Regions from separate parts of the Mus musculus genome. Here all the other regions are linked to region 4. Evidence: chromatin contacts called from public promoter capture Hi-C data. All regions are on one chromosome and are shown on one strand. The core of a region is the stretch at or near the end of the contact, and the rest is flanking DNA. Distances in the headings are between cores, read along the strand shown.

Evidence for each region. Promoter capture Hi-C pulls out the DNA fragments that hold promoters and counts their contacts.
Region 1: a promoter capture Hi-C map of pre-B cells shows a contact between it and region 4, with 9 times the contacts expected there. The contact joins the promoter of Angel2 here to the promoter of A130010J15Rik in region 4. A contact is called at or near these places in 4 of 39 promoter capture datasets (the HPC-7 cell line, erythroid cells, liver and 1 more), 1 of 484 Hi-C or Micro-C datasets (B cells), 1 of 115 datasets of contacts at active chromatin or transcription factors (large pre-B cells) and 2 of 9 other capture datasets (liver and macrophages).
Region 2: a contact with region 4 is called in a promoter capture Hi-C map of hematopoietic stem and progenitor cells, with 4 times the contacts expected there. The contact joins the promoter of Rps6kc1 here to the promoter of A130010J15Rik in region 4. A contact is called at or near these places in 1 of 39 promoter capture datasets (hematopoietic stem and progenitor cells) and 1 of 9 other capture datasets (liver).
Region 3: a contact with region 4 is called in a promoter capture Hi-C map of pre-B cells, with 6 times the contacts expected there. The contact joins the promoter of Nsl1 here to the promoter of A130010J15Rik in region 4. A contact is called at or near these places in 5 of 39 promoter capture datasets (the C10 cell line, HPC-7-derived erythroid cells, fetal liver and 2 more) and 2 of 484 Hi-C or Micro-C datasets (B cells and pre-B cells).

Annotation. Positions count from the first base shown.
Region 1 is chr1:190,927,150-190,930,532 of GRCm38.p6, forward strand. It overlaps Angel2 (angel homolog 2), which reads left to right and starts at 1,356. Exons shown (of 9, transcript NM_021421.4): 1 at 1,356-1,609. The coding sequence starts at 1,551.
Region 2 is chr1:190,910,011-190,913,249 of GRCm38.p6, forward strand. It overlaps Rps6kc1 (ribosomal protein S6 kinase polypeptide 1), which reads right to left and starts at 1,760. Exons shown (of 15, transcript NM_178775.4): 1 at 1,546-1,760. The coding sequence starts at 1,650.
Region 3 is chr1:191,061,517-191,064,492 of GRCm38.p6, forward strand. It overlaps Nsl1 (NSL1, MIS12 kinetochore complex component), which reads left to right and starts at 1,505. Exons shown (of 6, transcript NM_198654.3): 1 at 1,505-1,756. The coding sequence starts at 1,523. It overlaps Tatdn3 (TatD DNase domain containing 3), which reads right to left and starts at 1,394. Exons shown (of 10, transcript NM_001357166.1): 1 at 1,285-1,394. The coding sequence starts at 1,341.
Region 4 is chr1:193,171,908-193,174,893 of GRCm38.p6, forward strand. It overlaps A130010J15Rik (RIKEN cDNA A130010J15 gene), which reads left to right and starts at 1,670. Exons shown (of 2, transcript NM_181048.3): 1 at 1,670-1,873; 2 at 2,338-2,986. The coding sequence starts at 2,435. Irf6 (interferon regulatory factor 6) reads left to right here. Exons shown (of 8, transcript NM_016851.2): 8 at 1-129.

The sequences.
Region 1 (3,383 bases), core at 106-2,605, 2.2 Mb before region 4:
TAAGTCTGCTCCAGTTAATAACCCTATCAATGATCTTTGTTTGCCGTATGTTGTGTAGTCAGTAGAGTACTAGGTTGAATAGATTTGAACAGGAGTCATGGACACTGTTCACAAGTCACTTACAATGTGATTATGGAACAAGGCATATAGGACACTACTGGCCACATGTAACTAACAACAACATTGTGATCACCCTTAGAAAATAGGACAGTATAAACCTCAAGCAGTCAGCCCCCATTTGTGGACACTGCGTTTGTAAACTGCCTACTCCCTAAAACCTACCTAAAATGTCCAAATCAATCCTCACAGTGTTTTGGTTTTTCTCCAACAAGGAGAAAGGCAAATTTTAGTTGCCTAGTGTGCTTGTCCCTGAGGTTAAACAAGGCACTCTGCCCTCTTGAGTTTTCAGACCGTAAAAAACTAACCTTTCTACCGACTACTTAGTGTCCCTTTCCCACAGTTTTACTGATTTTTCTATTAAAAGTGCCCCCCAAGTATACTGCTGCAAGATTCTGAGGTGACAAAAGTTAATGATGTAATATAGAGAAAATATGTGTACTAAATTATCTTCAATTAGGTATGTATCAGAAGACTGTTGGACAGAGTTTAACGTTAATGAAGTGACAATATAAATTAAATAAGGAACATGCATAAAACAAGACTTCATATTGGTTGATGAAAATGTGGTCCGAAGCCAAGTATGGCAGTACGTTGCTGGTGACCACAGTGCTCAGACAGGCATGTGAGATAAGTTTGACGAATGCCTGGACTGCACAAGACTTTTGTCTAAGGACACTCACGAGTGTGCGTGTGCAATCAGAGACTAGCTTTCCTCAGAGTTTGCTAATTCAGCATTCCTGACATGTTTACACAATATAACAACTGCAGATAAAGAGAAGGATATACACGAAGGATAAAGTATCTCTCAAAATTAACACAAGGAAAAGAACAAAACTTCCCAAGAAATTACTACCCACAGCTACACAGCTCTACCAAAGAAACTAAGCAAGCAGCGACCCTGGTTTCCAGTGCCCTCTGCCTCGCTATTCTCGCTGTCCCTTCTCCATTTATGTTTTCCAAGAAAGCTACGCTCGATCTGACAGACTCGGATCATCAACGCACTAATTAATGTACAAGTGGGTTCTCTGAGATTTGCACAAAATCAATTATAAAGTTCTACGGGAACCCACAGAATAGTATTTCCTCAACGTGGAAATCTACCTTTTGGATCTACGCAACCACGTAAATACACTTTAGGTCTCACGCAGCTCCTGCTCCTTCCTATGTCTTAAGAAAGCCGTCAAGCGCTAGCCTTCCGCCCTACCAGGAAATGGCTGTCCGCGCACGCTCTGCGCATGCCCGGAGTCGCACTGCTTAAAGGAACTGCCCCAGAAGGCAAGATGGTGACCGGGCCTGCGGCGAGACGCTCCTCCCAGCATGCCTAGCGGCCGGCCGGGAGCCGAGTGATGGGGATCCGGTAGGACCCGGCGAGCGGCCGAAGCTGAGGTGCAGCCGCGGGCCCGGGCGTTGGGCGCTCACAGAGAGCCAAGATGGAGACGTGGCGCTGTGTGAGGAGGGGCTACGGCCGCTGTGTGGCGGGGCGAGGCCGGTCAGTGGCGAGCGGCCGGCGGGATGGACAGAGGGAGGGACCTGGAGGGGCGGGCGGGGAGGGGAGGGGCGGGGCGGCGGGGCGCGGGAGGAAGGCGGAGGAAGAGGGTCCGCGGCGGGGACGCGCCAGGCGGCGCCCGGGGAGAGGTAACGCGCGGGCGGGCAGCAGCGGTGGCCGCGGCCTCCGGGATCCTGCGGGCCTCGCGCGGCCTCCACGCTCGCCGCCGCCGCCCGCGCGCAGGGCCCCGCCCGGAGGGAGGCTGCGCGCCCCGGGGTGGCTGGGCAGCGTCGGTCACGCGGAGGCCAACTTTCACCGCCACTCAAGTTCTTGCTCCGTCCTGGGTATTTTTCTTTCAATCCACTCTTTGAGAGCCTGGCGTGATGGCTCACGCCTGCACTTTCCACACCCCGGAGGCCGAGGCGGGAGGATAACCATGAATTTGAGGCTGGCCTGGATTAGGCAGCGAGCGTGACACTCCGCCTCCAAAAGTAAAAAAATAACTCACTTGAAATTTTAAAGCGCCACAGTACATGCAGCCTCTAATAATGTCACCCCAAGTAGTATCCACCGAATCTTAAATTGGATGTACGGATTATGTTTTTCTCCTATAAACTTTGAGGACTTAGTTATTAAGATTCCAGTGGTTTGTATAACCTTTGAAACTATATCGTACCACGCGTGGGAAATAGCACACTGTCGTTACATAAGCCGTTGGGATCTGCCCACTCCATTCCTGGTTCCTGTGCTATGGCATTTTCTGAGTACCAGCTGTGTGCTTGGCCCTTGGGTGGAGACTGGGCTTTCAGAGAATACTGAGGTTCGAACCCTCAAAAGCTCACTATCTTACAAGAAAAAGATGTGGTATAAATAACTGCCAATCCAAAGAATAAGCGTCACTGTGCAGGTTGCAGTATAGAAACATTTCAAGACAGAAAGTAAACCGTTATAGCACTGGGGAGGTGGAGGCAGGAGAATTAGAGACACCACCAGCCTGTGCTGATGGTCTTGGACTTGGTTTTTGTCTTGGTTTTTTGTTTGTTTGTTTTTTAGAGAAGGAGGGTTTTTCTTTGTATCTCTGGCTGTCCTGGGATTCATTGTGTAGACCAGGCTGGCCTTCAACTCAGATCTGCCTACCTCTGCCTCCTGAGTGCTGGGATCAAACTCATGGGCCACCTCAAAATTTTTAAATTTAAAAACAAAACAAGACAAGATCCAAGTGCTGAAATCCCTTTGAATGACTTTCGGGGTCAATTGCAAGATATAGTGCCCATGTTGTGACCTTAAAGATTTACAGTAGGGTTGATTTAGAGAATAGTTTGAGAGTACTTAAGTTTAAAGTACACAATATAGGTTATCTTTTCTAATGAAAAATAGCATAATAAAGAAATTCAGCATAACAAAATCTTAATACAACTTAAGCAAACCTTAGTGATAGTAGATGTTGAGACACAAACCCCAGAAGTATAGTCCTCAGAACCCTAACACTTTGCCAGATAATGCAGTAGGAGGCAGTGCTTTGTGAGAACTTGAGAGTAGCATGTCTGTTAAATACAAGTGTGGGGACCTGGAGCCATGGCTCAGGTAGCTAAGGGCTTGCTGTACAAAGCCAAGGACCTGGGTTGGAATCCCCAGCACCCATGGAAAGGTAAGGAAGGTGTCCTCATGCCGGGGAGGCAGGGACAGGGCATCCCAGAGCTGACCTGCTAGTCTAGACAATTCTGCCGAAGACCAGCCCCTGCGTGCGGTTCTTCTTGGTTCTTCTTGAGGCAGTGGA
Region 2 (3,239 bases), core at 510-3,009, 2.3 Mb before region 4:
GTTGTGTATCAGGAAACCAAAGATCGCAAATGACCAAAGAGGTCTCAAGATTGCCTAGCAAGAATCTCCTCACTTCCTTACATTTCTTTGAAAAAACTGCTACTCACACCCCACGTACACAACACTGACCTAGGCAAACTTCTCCCTACTCTTAAGAACTTGGTCTTCTTGCTGTCTTGAGAAACTTGCTCAACCCAGCGACACACTCCCATCTGTCTGACTCTGCATCATCTCCAAATGCTGCCAGCCCCTTGCATGCCCCAAGCTCAGTTTACCCCAATCTCTTCTCTCAGCTTCCTCAGGGCAGATTCCTGAGTGCTTTTTGAATATTCACTGCACTATTAACATTATTATTGCCCCTCCGTCAATACCCCTCTTCTTCAAGACTTAACACTAGCAACTGAGTTTCCTCATCGTGGGTTAAGCAGAACTGGTCCCGAAGCTCAAAGCTGCTACTGCTCTGCAACAGAAACTTTAGCAAACTTTTAAACTTCCTTGAATCTGCTTCCTCATCATGAAGTTGTACAAAATGCCCAGCATACACACAGCAGTGCACATAAGCACTTATTTCATGTTATTGTTCTCATTTCCCAGGAAAACGAGTTCTCAAAACTTAAGCTGAGGCAACAAAATTTAAGAAAAACAGTACTAAATTTGGAACAGTGAATTTATGTAAAAAAAAATTACCATTTATTTATTTGGGGGGACGACACCTTCAGTGGTCAGAGGACAATTTGCAGGAGTCAGTTCTCTCCTTCCACCATGTAGGTCCCAGGGAATGAAAACAGTTCTTCGGGCTTGACAGCAAGCATCTTTACCTGCTGAGCCATTGTGCCACACCAACCACCCTCAAGTCTCACTTAAGTACACATGTGTCTCCTGAAAAGACTCATCAAAACTCAGAAGCAAAGGCTAAAGATCCAAGACGAGCGTCTTAACAGCGAAATCTTCCCAAGATTCTACCTGCCTCACGGCAAGCCAGCCACTGAATGAGAAGAGGAAACGTCCCTTCCGTTACATAAGCCCCACAACACACCCACTAACATTTTTAAGTGTGTGTTTTCCCTCTGGAATGCACCAGCCCAATTCTGCAAATTTCATTTCAAGAGAAAGTCCACATAGGACAGAGGACTAGGTCATCCATTTAAAGACATCCACCAGTGTTCCACCCCAGAATGGCTGGTGGAGCCCAGCATCCCTTATGGAGCCTGCACTCCAGTCTACCAGGAGTCCATTCTCATGCTTAGAGTTCCCATCATCTCCATCCTGGGGTCCCTCTCTCCTGACTGAGGTCTCCAATATCTCCATCCTGGAGTCCTGTCTCCTGGCAAGGGTCCCCAGCATCTCCATTCTGAGATCCCATCTCCTGCCTGGGGTCCTCAACATCTCGAACCTAGAGTCCCATCTCTGCCTGGAGTTCCTGTGTACTGTCTAGGGTCTCCTGTCCGAGTCTCCATCCCTCCCTACCAACCTACCTACCACTCGCCGCACCCAGCCGCAGCCCGGAGCCCGTGCCCCGCCCAGTGTCCCTATCCAGAAACTCACCCGTGCGGTAACCTTATAGACAGTGTAGCCCCTGGGGTGTCGCTGGGGCTCGGTGACAGTGTAGAAGCGGGCCAGGTCCGCACTGTGACCCCAAGGAGAGGTCATCCTCCCTCCGCCCGTGCTTCCGCCAGCTGGGGACCATCGGGCAGCCCCAGCTGTGCCGGACTCCACGCAGCACTAAGCACGAGCACCGCGAAGAGGGGGCGGTGGCTCCTGGGGGGCTGTCGCTTGGATCTGCTTCCGGATCACCACACAGACTTCCGGGTCATCCCGGTCGACGTTCGGGATAAGAAGGTGCGGCTCTGGATCCTCTCCGAGCTGTATCGTCCGCTGTGGTTACTAGCGCCTAGCTCAGTCGCCATGGATACCGGAGGCGTCCCTACTAAGTCTCCTGGTGCACTAGCTTCGATGTCTACTAGAATTTGCGAGCTGGGGAGAGGGTTGGGCCTCCCGCCCTGTGCTCCTGTAGAGTCCTGGGTGATGGACGCAGCGGTACCCGAGCCAAGCATCTCCTTTCCTTCCCTACTTACTCTGTGCGGTGCCCACAGCAACATCGCAGCGCTCTGACAGACACGTCCCCATTTTCCCGTAGATGAACCCTCTTTGACATACCTACAGCTGCACGACAAGCCCTCACCCTACGTAGAATAGAAGTGCATCCCTCCCACTCTCTCAGGGAGATTGCTTGAGACCAACATGGGTCAAGTAGTGAGTTCAGAGTTAAGCTGGGCTACATGGGGAGAACCTGTCTCAAAACACAAAATTTGCTCAGTCACAGGATCCAGGGCAGTCTGCTATACATAACAAGACTCTCAACAACAACAACAACAAAGAAGTTTGTTGTTTTTTCAACAGTCCCTAGACTCTTAAATGTGCATCTGTTGTGGGGGTTGTAGAAGGAGACTCTCAAAGTCACTACAAAGAGTCTCCAGTTTCTATTGATTGGCATCCCCTACCTGGCAATTTTTTTTTAACTTTCTCTTGATCAGAGCTCTCATTCCCAAAAGATTCATTGCAAGGTTCTGTCGTTGTTAATTCTGTGTCTCTTGCTTCCTCTCCTCCCTGCCTTCTAACCCCTAGAACACACAATTAAGGAAGGAAGGAAGGGAAGAAACAAAGAGGGAGAAACAGAGATGGTAAGAAGAATTAGAGATGTGGTTGAGTAGTTAGTTAGGATCTCTGATTGCTCTTCCGGAGGAATGGGTGAGGTTCAAATCCCAGCATGCCAGTGGCAGCTCTTAGCTGCCTGTAACTCCAGTTCTGAGGGATCTGATGCCCTCTTCTGGCCTCCTCCAGCACACAAGTAGTACACATACCTAAGAGCAGAAAAACACCCATAGACATAAAAATAAAAATCCTTTTACAAAGGAAAAGAGTGACTTTAGCACCCTTTGTCTGCTCACATCTCCATCCCAGCCTGACACCCTTGCTCATTTGAAAACTACTTGCTCCACTCATGTGCTGATTTCCACTCTCTTTGGCAGAAAGAAAAACGTTGTTCTAATAATGTCTCCACCCTGTATGTTTGATCTTCGACTATTAACCTCTTCTGAGCCTTTAGGCTTTTCTTATTATTTCTCTTATGTGTATGGGTCTTTTGCCTGCCTGCATGTATGTTGACCACATGTATACCTGGTACCCACAAAAAAAAAAAATCACCACAGATCCCCAGGATGGTTCATGTGGGTCCTGGG
Region 3 (2,976 bases), core at 255-2,754, 2.1 Mb before region 4:
GATTTGCTTTCACAGCCTAGTGGTAGGTAACTCTTCAGTCTCCTTGACTGATTCTCTGTCCTTTTTGTGACTTCAAGCTCTTCTGTTCTCTTTCCACTTGCCTTAAGGGATTCTGCCTTTTTCCTTTGTTTGTTTAACATCCTCGACCACACTATGTAAGATCTCTATCACTAAGCTATATCCTCCCCTTCTCGTGGTTTTTGATACCATGCTGAATCTCCAACTTACAGAGTTTTTACTCTCTCCAAGACCCACGACTCACATTTGAAATGATTATGTATTCTAATCTTTCCACTTGGATGAGATCAGACTTAACCAATATCCCCCCACTAGGATTTCCAGCTGCCCACCTGCCCACTCTGATCCCAAACCTTTTCTCGTCTCAGCAAAGGCCATCACCATCTTCCTTACAGGAAGCACAAACTGAAATCTAAGTCATGCTCGATTTCTTCCTCCCCTTGCTGTTCTTATCCAAGGCATGCATGTACTGTTGGTGTTATTCCTAAAATTTGTTGAGTACATGGTATTCTCATGATATTCTCACTGTACTGGCTTCTACCAGCTCTTGTCTGTAAACTGAGACGTTTCCTAAATGCTCTCACTTTCTCTCCTCCACCTTTTTGCCACTCAGCAGCAAATTTGTCTTCAGAATATTCGCTCTCTATATATATTTAAAATGGGTTTGTTTTTAAACTTTTAAGGGTTAAGACTGTGCATCTAATGCAATCCAAATGTCTTACTGACCTTGACCTACCCTTCCCAGCTCCTGGAAATTTCTCCTTTATTAAGTGTTTCCAGCTGCTGGTTAACTAAAACAGATCAAATTCTATAATGTATGGGAGGTCTACAACCTGCCGGTGTTCATCACTACCATACACTCACACCCTAAGCGTCACCTCCTAAGAAAAAGGCACCTACTTCTCCTTCCTCTTCACTTTCCCCAATGTAGCCGGTAAAACCTATTTCCATCCCTACACATTCACTCCATCAAGTGTTATTATTTTTGTTTGTCCCTCTGCCGGGCCAGAACTAGAACCTCTGCTAAGGGCTTGGATGGATCAGCACACCTCAAGAGTGGTAGGAGAAAGGGGTGTTGAGACGACAAACTAAAGCTTCATAGAAATAGTTAACCGCCGTGTAAGATGAGGAATGTCAGTTCCAGGACGCTGGTTCGAAAGGGTCGCCATAGACTAGGTACGGTCTGAGGATTTGGGGGAGAAAAACTTGCGGGAAAGGAGACACGGCCCTCCCGACTCCCGCAAGCCCCAAGTCCCCCTCACATACGTTGTCAAAGTCCGAGGCGGAGAGATGGCAGTGACAGTCCACTAACCCCAAACCCATAGCTACTCCTGCAGGCTTCTCGACTGCAAGCCAGGCGGCGGAACTCTGGGGCCGCGGAACCCGAGGCGGAACCTTGCGGCGGCGGCGGATCGGGTTTCCAGTCGGACGCGTGCAGGAGCGTTCCAGGGAGGGAAGCATCCTTCCGGTCTCAGCGATTCCCGCCTTAGTTTAAACCGGGAAGATGGCGGCTGTCTCTGAAACAGTGCTCGTCTCCGCCCCGCAGGACCACGATGCCCAGGCCGCCTCAGACCCTCAGGCCACGGCAGCAGACTCTCCCCTAGAGGACTTCCGAGTGCGCTGCACCTTGAAGAGGGCGGTGATGGAAGTGATGGAGATGTGCGGTCGCTTCGTGCAGGAGCTCGGGGCCGTGCTGCCGGAGGACGTCCGCGAGCTCGCGCTGCGGGACGCACAGTGGGTACGGACCCCTCTTTCCCGGTCCTCACCCAGCGCATCCTGGCTCTGGCTCGGGGCCCATGTCAGGCCTTCGCAGATGGAACGATGCCCAAGACTGGCTTGGGAAATGCCAGGGAAGGCAACTAGATGCTAGTGCCGCCTGGGTGCTGCTTCCTGTCAGGAACATACAGGGCGAACACGTATGTAATCTTAAGAAGCAGGCGGTATTAAGTGTACCCATATTCTTGAACATGTACAGCGCTATACGTATAAACAAGGCATCACATTTTGCTTTCATAGCAAGCTTTCAAATCTTGTGTTTTACAAAACATTTCTTTTGGTAGTTAAGTGCGCAGTAAAGACAAAGTCGCTCTCCTGTGGGCCAGCGCAACTTTGCTGGTTGGTATGAGGAATTCTCCAGGAAATGATAATCCTTGAAGTCAGTCATCTGGCTAGGTTTTTGGTCATTGTTATTGTTTTTGTTTGTTTTTATAACATCGTGTGGATTCGGGGAGAAAACATTTTCTTTTTAAGTTGAAAATAGATGAAGAAGCTGTCTTGGTGTTAAATTTTACCAAGTTCTAGTTGAGCTGGTCATGACAGTGTATGCCAAGTACTCGGAAGGCAGGGGCATGCAAATCTCTGTGAGTTCGAGACTAGTCTGGTCCACGCCGTGAGTTCCAGACAAGCCAGGGCTACGTAGAACCTGTGCATCCTGTTGCTCCCCCGGCACCCATAAACCCTTAGAACACACTTATTTCTCCTATATTTTGTGTACCCCTGAATATGATGGTTTCTGGGAAAAGACACTAGAGATCGAAGGACTGCTAACTCAAGCAGATAAACAGCCTATATGTAGGGGAAAGTTTCAAGCTTGTAACAGCACATTCATGACCAATGACAAGAGTGCAGAGTAAATATAGAGGTTGTCAGCATCAAAAACTAAAACAACAGTGGTTAAGGGAAAGAATAATGAAGAAACCTTCCTTGGATTGTAGTTTTATACCCCAGTTTTGGGAATAGTAGCTCCTGTGTTATTCTCTCCTTAGAAGTAAGGCAAGGAGAGAAACGGCACTTAATGTTTTTAATAGTTATCTTGGGAGATGACTGTAACTAAGAGGGTTTATCTGATTATAGAAAAATGCTAAGATAATGAGAACATTTACATGTAGGAATAGACAAATGTGACTTCACCTCTAATAGCTTGTTGAATGAGATCTTAAAGAGAATCAGAAGTAGAGA
Region 4 (2,986 bases), core at 420-2,919:
TAGCAGTGTCTGATACAGTGTGTTCTAAGATATTTGTGCTGTAATAAATGACCTACGTCTTTCAATTTGGAGATTTATTGCTAACTATCATGAGAACGTAAAATAAACTTGGGAAGAAAAAAATATAAAGCTAGAGTACTGGTTCTATCAATTTTTAGTACTGACTCCCCCTGAGCTGAGAACCTAAGTTAGACTGGCAGGCCCTACAAACTGATCCTCCTTACATACTGTCTGTCTGTCTTTAACACACTGCTGGTCCTTTTTGGTATGAAGGTACCAGCATAGCACCACTGTAAAACCTCCAGTCTGGGTCTCCATTTTGCTGCCCATAACTTGGGGCCATTTGTCCAGGCTAGAGTTTTCTTAAGATTTCCTTCACAGAAGATATAGGCAAATTCCTTATGTCAACATTTGACCTTCCTATCTGCTGTAAGACTTCTCTGGAGAAAGGAACAAGGCACTTTCTAAGGTCCTAATGGCAGATGAGGGTACAGTTCCACCGAAGTTCAATCTGGGGTACCAAGGAGTCCATTAGGTTTACTTACAAAGCAGTGGGTCAGAGGTTATGGTCAGGGGCATGGGTGGCCTTGAAGCGGCCAGTAAGGATGTTAACTCACCTTTGGCTTCCTAGATGGTGTTCCCCTCCTTAGTTTTGCCCATCCTCCTTGAGGTATAGATAACTCCTTGAGGTATCATTCAATTAGGGTAGACTCTAACCTCAGAACTTCCGAGGCTGAGGCAGGAGGATTGTCATGTTTGAGGAATACATAGCAAGACATTGTCTCAACAAACAAATCCCCACCACAACAGTGTGGCTGTAGAGATGAGACCTGCTTTTTCTCCCAAAGATTTGAATTCCGTTCCCAAAGCCCGTGTTAGGCAGCTCACAATATTTTTAACTTATTCAGCTCCAGGTGACCCTACTCCCTTTTCTGGCTTCCTGGGCACCTGCACAAACTTATGAATGGAAATAAAAATCAATCTTTTAAAATAAGATGATCAGCAAACTGGACTCTCGGGCTTTGAGCTCCATGAAGAAGGTACAATGCAGTACCTCGGCACACTGAGAGTGAATACTCAGGCTGCAGACATACAGTTAGTAGTGTTTGGCACGCGTGAATTCCAGAGCTCAATCCCCAACGCGGCATAAACCAGAGAACGAGAAGTCCCGTTCCGGGCCAGCCCCTGCAACACATAGTACAACAGTACTGGCTCAGCAGTTAATGGCACTTGCTCAGCAGGCTGGCTTCCTGAGTTCAGTACCTCGGACCCTCTTACAAGGTGGAAGCGAGAGCTGACAGGGCGCCATTGTGCACGCCCACACAATAAGGCGATTTTTAAAAAAGGAGTGAATATGCATGGCCTTGGCATACCTGTCAAGTTCAGAATTTAGGTACATTAAAAAAATAATAATACAAAATAAAGCTTTACAGCATTGCCCACAGGAGAGGTGTCCCTTATTCCGCGGACTGACAACTGGCGGTCCCAGCGGCTTCTCCCCCACTTCCACTTCCGCCTCGCAAGGCCCGCCCGCAGGGGCTCTACCGGAAGGGGCGGGTCTAAGGTGGCTTTACCTCCCACTCCGTCCGCAGCCTCTTCAAAGGTTCTGGCTTGCGTTTGCTTTTCAAATGACGTCACGGAAAGGCGGAGTAAGCCAGTGCGCATGCACGTCAGGCTGTCTTTCCCTGGGCTTCTGCACACACTGTCGGGTTTTCACAGTACCGAGTGTGGGGCGTGGGAGGGCACTACGCCGCTGGCGGGCAGGCGGAAGGGCTTCCTGCGCCCCCGAACCTGCGGCGGAAATGCTAGCCGAGTGTCTTGAGGCAGAGCGCTTCCTTTTGTAACTAGTCTACCACCGCGTAGGCACGTGTGGGTAGGTGTGGCGGTGGGAGCGTGCCTTCCTAGAAGGGAAGAGGGTCCAGCAAGTGTTAAACTGGCTCGTGCCCCAGTTCTAGCGGCTTCTCTTACCTGAGTGTCGCAGGGTGAGGCGGTGATTACTCCGCGTTGTAGCTTATGCTGGTTTGATCAGGCTGCTGTGAGCGCTCTGTGGAGATCTGTCTGAGGAGCTGGCAATGGAGAGCTTACAGGCGCTGAAGTTTAGAGCCCAGAGTTCTGTCCCAGTTGGACAGTTTTGGGAGAAGTGGTAACTTTTGCTGTAAGGTTTGAATCCCAGAGCATAAATTGCACCAGGTAAAAGTTAGAATCGAAGCCAGAGACAATGTAAATGTGACTAGAAGGACGATTTCGTAAACTTAAGTCTGCCAGAGAAATGGGGTGCAGCATTGGTGACCCCATCTTGACAGTATTAACGATTTCCCCCTACCATATTGTTTCTAGGATCTTTCTCAAGTGCTGGGAGCTGAACTGTGTGTGGCCCAGGGAAAGGAACTGTGGCTAGCTAAGGAGGCCATATGTCATGTAACTTCCAGATCTTATGTCAACACCAAGCCCTCAGCTGCTGGTGGCAGCTGCTCAGCAGACTCTGGGCATGGGCAAGAGAAAATGCCCACCTCGAGCTACCTGCCTTCACCTGGCAGGAGAGGTGCTGGCTGTGGCCCGCGGGCTGAAGCCAGCTGTACTCTATGATTGCAACTCTGCAGGAGTATTGGCGCTCCAAAGTTATCTGGAGGAACTACAGGGGCTGGGCTTCCTGGAGCCAGGACTTCACATTCTTGAGATTGGAGAGAATAACTTTATTGTCAGTCCTGAGTATGCCTGTCAGCATTTGGAACAGACACTGCTTGGTACTGTAGCTTTCGTGGACGTTTCCCGCTCCCAACCTCATCCTTCTGTCCGGTCGGTGGACCAGCTCCCGGACTTGAAATCTCTCATAGCTGACGTCATCACACGTTTTCGAGGACTTAAGAAAGATGTGTCTCAGGGAGTCTCCTACACCAGGCTACATTCCTCAGACTGGAATCTCTGCACTGTATTTGGGATACTCCTGGGATATCCAGTCTCTTACACATTTGACCTGAACCGTGAA